Regions from separate parts of the Zea mays genome. Here region 1 is linked to region 2. A link is a contact called in public Hi-C data. All regions are on one chromosome and are shown on one strand. Each heading gives the region's core, a stretch centred on a gene start, on an enhancer-like site or on the middle of the called end of the contact. The rest is flanking DNA. Distances are from core to core; before and after follow the strand shown.

Evidence for each region. Hi-C and Micro-C count contacts between places; a contact is called where the count stands out from the background.
Region 1: a Hi-C map of tassel shows a contact between it and region 2, with 5 times the contacts expected there. The contact joins two enhancer-like sites. A contact is called at or near these places in 3 of 25 Hi-C or Micro-C datasets (bundle sheath, endosperm and tassel).

Annotation. Positions count from the first base shown.
Region 1 is chr5:146,320,129-146,322,828 of Zm-B73-REFERENCE-NAM-5.0, reverse strand. No RefSeq gene overlaps it. Among protein-coding and RNA genes, the nearest start is that of LOC103628521, 86 kb to the right of the region's middle. Within about 2 kb of position 1,373, at least 17 of the 20 cell types and tissues checked have an H3K27ac peak or open chromatin away from gene starts, as enhancers often do. A contact at or near this core is called in bundle sheath and tassel, where this site is marked.
Region 2 is chr5:146,086,018-146,088,765 of Zm-B73-REFERENCE-NAM-5.0, reverse strand. No RefSeq gene overlaps it. Among protein-coding and RNA genes, the nearest start is that of LOC111589423, 19 kb to the left of the region's middle. Within about 2 kb of position 1,390, at least 16 of the 20 cell types and tissues checked have an H3K27ac peak or open chromatin away from gene starts, as enhancers often do. A contact at or near this core is called in bundle sheath and tassel, where this site is marked.

The DNA of each region.
Region 1 (2,700 bases), core at 124-2,623, 230 kb before region 2:
ACAGTCCGGTGTACACCGAACAGTCTAGTGTACACCGAACAGTCCGGTGTACACCGAACAGTCCGGTGAATTTTAGCCGCATCGTCCTCGATGATTCCTGAGAGCAACAAGTTCGTGGACGCGCCAGCCTGGGCACCGGACAGTGTCCGATGCACCCGCGGGCTGGTGAAGTCTGGCTGTTTCAGCTTAACTTCTTTTGCTCCTTTTTGACTTTACTCAACTGAGTTCTTGACACTTAGACAAGCATGTTTAGCACATAAAACAAATGACTAAGTGTCTAGAACTTACCTTCATACTTGATCCGTCTAGATTTGCTTCATATACCTTTGCTCAACGTCATGTTAGTTCTCACATAGTGTGTTGTGCATCTAATCACGAAAACAATATAGAAATGGCCCAAGGGCACATTTCCCTTTCAGTCTCCTCCTTTTTGGTGATTTATTCCAACATATAAAAAAGCAACTCATTTTGAACAGTAATGCCCAAAATGTGCATAAGAAAATAACAACAACAACAACAACAACAATAATAATAATAATAATAATAATAATAATAATAATAATAATAATAATAATAATAATAACAAAATAAAGATATGGATAAATGAAATAGTAAATTCAGATATCTCAAATTATACTTGAGTGTTGAAAATTGAGAACTGAATTTTGAAAACCAAGAAATATTTTAGAAAAGAAGTAATAGAAAAGTTTACTATTGAACTAATTGATTATGCATATTATTAAAGGATGCACCATAAACATTTATTTACATGAATACTTAATTTCGAAGTAACTTTTACTTCTTATCCCACATTCAAAGAAAACAATATGAGTGTGTCTCATATATCAAACCTTTAATCAATTAAAATAAATATATATCTATTGTTTCATAATTGATTTGGAGTATGTAGTAAAAGGTGAATTCCTAAACTTTATCTTAGATTGGAATTAGAATTTTGTAATGTCAAAAAGGAATAATATAGGAATATAATAATGAGATGGGAATTAGGTTTTAACCCAAAGGTGCAATATTAGAATTTGAGAAAAGAGAAGAAAATACTAAACAAATGAGGAAAAATAAAATGTATAAATAAGAATATACTTCTTTACACTAATATTTGAATTGGGTACATTTTGATTCATGGTGAGACTCATGACAAAATTTAAATTTAGATTTGAAAATCAAGAGAATGGAAAAGAAAAGGAAAAGAAATAACCAAAATAAAAGAAAAGAGAAGCTGTGCGCTGGGCCGGATTCGCTAAGCTCGGCCCACCTTCCCTTTATACCCGCACAGCCCACTTCTTATCACGCCGCGTGCCCCTCAAACCCACTGACATGCGGGTCCCTCGGTCATTCTCTGTCACGCTCCACACGCGTCAACCTGGTCTTTGATGTGTGGGGATCGTTGCTCAGCCTCCGGTCGCTGGAATTCATCGCGGTGCAGTGGGGCCTGGCCGCCAGTCGCCCTAACGCTTCCTTTCTCTCCCCTGTCTCTGTCGCATGGGGTCCCTTTGACAGAGTCGTCGACCTCGCACGCATGGCGAACTCCGTTTAACCACCACGCGAGAAGCTCGACACGAACGCCTAGGCCCGGTCTCCTGGCCCCGCGTGTAAATTGGGGCCATTGCCAACCTCCGCGGCCTCTTCCTCATCCAGTCGAGACTCGAAATACTCACCGTAGAGAGCTGACCATGTGTTGTGTGGGGCGGAAAGCTCGCCGCCGTCGGCGCCACCTCCACACGTTGAGGGCCGGGCTTCGGTGGATGCCGGGACCACCACTAGGGCACTCCGCACGTGGTCGAAACCCTTCTGGGCGAGCTCGGCAGCTGGGGTTGCCTGGATTTCTTGTCGACGCTATGCAACGCCTTCGCCCGCCCCTCGTCGCGATTACAACCCCTACTGCCCGATTGTCGGTATGTTTGCGCTCTTGTATTTTGTATGCATCCGGTGGTTCGAGTAGCCGCCCTCAGGAGGGCCATTGACTTCGTATTGCGAAAACCGAAGGTCTCACTGGAGCCCTCCGCCGCGGAATACCGTAGGCGCATCGTAGTTCGGTCAGCAGGGACGTCGAGGGGTTAGGGGCGACTTCTGGGCCGCCCGATCGATTTTGGGCGATCAAGATTAGAACGACGTACTACTTTGGCTGGGATCAATCCTGGCCGCTGATCTGTGCATGGACGGGCTGGGTTGAGAGAAGTAGAGTGTGATCCGGGCCATCGATCTCAGATTGGTCGGTCGTAGATCAAAACCCATTCCTTTGATTCATGTTCTAATCGGGGCCATTCAGCCGAGATCGGAGGGCTCAGAGTCGCCCATACCCCTTCATCCGCTGTTTTGCAGATGAGTCCATGTACTTTTATGAAATTGAACCCGACATCCCCCGCGGGATAGATCTGTGTCTTAGGCAATCTTACCCCAGGAACCCTATATTTTCCAGAAATTGATGTGCAGTCCTGGCCTCTAGGAAAATTAATTATGGAAATTCATTTAAGAAATTCATTTAAGAAATGATTTTTAGCACAAAATTAATTATGGAAAACTTGTTTAATCCCAAGAAAATTCATATTAAGTCCAAATGAGTCCATTTCAGTTTCTATAATTTTGTAAGATTATTGTTTATCATTTAGTAACTCTGTTTTAACATGAAAATGGTATTAAAAATTATTTCTTAATTAATCTCGTATCAAATACATAAAATCT
Region 2 (2,748 bases), core at 141-2,640:
TATAGCTACCTACTAAACCCTCTACCCATCTGTTACCTACAGATCTATCTTAACCTCATGTCCCAAACTCGGATGGAGACACCAAAGCTCAGGAAGGAAGAGATCAATCTCATTAAAGAAGAATAGGAATCAAGCTAGACCCCAAAGGAAGCTAGATTATGCCACGACAACACTCATTGCGACCTACCCACTAACCATCTGTCCTTGCCTACAAGCCATCTTAACTATATGTCCCCAACTTGGGTAACGTTTACATGGCTGAAGATCAAAGATGATCGACCTCATCAAATCAAGGAAGGATAAAATCGGATCTTCAAAGGAGTCACGATCCACAATCTTGGATGGAGCCTTCCTTACCGTACCCCTTTTCTTACTCAAACCTATCTATGCTTTAAAGACATCTTTTACCCTACATAATAAAGTGGATATACATATATATACCCATGTTTTCGTAATCACCTGCTAATTTGTATTATAAACTTGAACAAAAAAAGAGTCTTTTGGTATTATAATCCCTTAGAAATTGAAACATAGACTATAAACCAAACTTGTTACACCCTCTTTCTTACAAATCTCGAGGACGAGATTTCTGTTAAGGGGGGTAGGATTTGTAAAGCCCAAAATTGGTATAAGAAAATAATAATAATAAAATGAATAGATATATAAATAAGTGGGTGTTTTGGGATCCATTGATTTCCTTTTTTCTCTTTGCATACCCAAATAATGGCATTAAATTATGCAAATAACAAATAAATAAATAAAGAAATGTGTATCTCATGCTGATATTATTTTGAGGCACCTCGTTTGAATAAAGGAATCATAACTTAAATTGACCTTAAAGTATAAAGAAAATATAAAATAGAAAGTGAGAAAGGAAAATGGTAATAATCATCCATTACTCCTAGAATTAAAAACATTGAGAAGAATAAATAATACCATTGAAAATAGTAGGATCTATAGGATTATGTTGAGATTGAAAATCTGAAATTTAAAACAAAAAGTGGAAACGAATTTGAATTTGAAATAGAAACCTGAAAAGTTGAAAGAAATTGCAATAAAAAGGAAAAAGAATGTATATATTATAAAGAAAAATGTAAATAAATAAAAATAATTCCTCGTGCTGGTACTTTTAAATTGTGCACTAAATCTGTGAAAGGAGCTCACAAACAAATTTTGAAATCAAATTCAAATCTGAAATTCAAAAAGAAAATAAAAAAAGAAAGAGAAGTAATACAGGCACACCTCGGCCGATTTTCCCTTCCCCGACCCACCTCCATTGTTTCCTCCGCGCGGCCCAACCGGGGAGAAAATTTGCACGCAGACCGGTGGGCCCACTCCCTCTACCGCTCTCTTGCTCTCTGACTGATGGTCCCCGGATCGCCAACCTCTCCCTCCCTCGTGTGTGCCATCACTGCTTGTGGGCCGCTCTGGTCAGCTGCGTCTTCAACTGAAGACCGATCCGACTGGGCAGATTTTGTTAAGGATCGCGCATGGCTTGCGGCCATTGTAAACCCTTCCCTTATTCCCCGTCGAGCTCCTACGGATTCGGCCATTCCAGCTCGACCCAAATCCACATACCCCTCCTCCGATTCTTCTAGCTCTGGCCATTGCGAATCCATGCCGAATTCTCCAGGTTGTTGCAACAACCGAAGTCTTCGCCGATTGCTGAAATCCACGCGACGGGCACCTAGTTCCCAGATCGTAAAGCCGGGCACGGTCGCCTTGGGCCTTCGTCACACATCCACTGCTCGCGCGGTGGGGGAATTGAGCGCTGTGTGAGCATTGCATTGGGGAAGGAGTAGTGTCTAGGCCACGGCTTTGGCGCTGTCGTCGTCCAAATCTCGATTGGGAGTGTAACACCCCAGGTGTTACCCAGGCCCTGGCTTAAAATGTGCATCTATGGCCTATTGTCACATGTGTTTAAATGGAAAGAGAGGACACCCAAAGCTTTAGAACCATGGCTAAACTAAGTGATGATCATGATGGGAGGGATACCCTAGCCTTCATGTATCTTCACCTATGAAAAAGGTTCTAAAACCCTAATTTCCCCTCTTAGGCCATTAAACCCCCCAAACATTGGATTAAAGGGAAAACTATGCAAATGGCCAATTCATGGATTGAACCCTTTACCAAAGTTGAAGACATTAATATACCTACAAAATATAGTAAGAGAGGTATTACAAAAATGTCCTACAAAAACCCCAAAATTAAGCCCCAAGTGGAGAGCACCCTAGAGCAAGCCATTTTTCTCTAAGTCAAAAATCAGCCTTAGTCTAAAGATCAGAAGAGTTCACCCTTTTGCTGGCGCCAAAACCACTTGGTCCAAATAACAAAAAGTAGCCAAACTACCCAAGGCACACCCCTGAAAAATTTGAAACCAATCCAGGGTCGTTTTACACGGTTTGACATCTTTTTGTCGTGGGGTGAACAGTGCAGACAGACAAGACTTGGCGCCACCATATCTTCCAAGCTAGACCCGATCTCCCCTTGGAACTCACATGAACTAGATAGCTCTAGGTGCAGGGAAGAAATCTTGAACAAGTCATATGGCAAGATTCGCACGTTTGGGTGCTCAGCAGGCGCAAGAACTCGGTCAGATTAACACGGCCACGTGTTCGACGCGTCCTGGCAACGCCAGAGCACGCCCCAGCGCTCGGCCCCACGTCGCGCCGCGTCAACCCCGTGCCCATGACCGCGCTCACGGCTATAAAGCCAACCCCGGCCTTGACCGTACACCCCCGCGCGCTC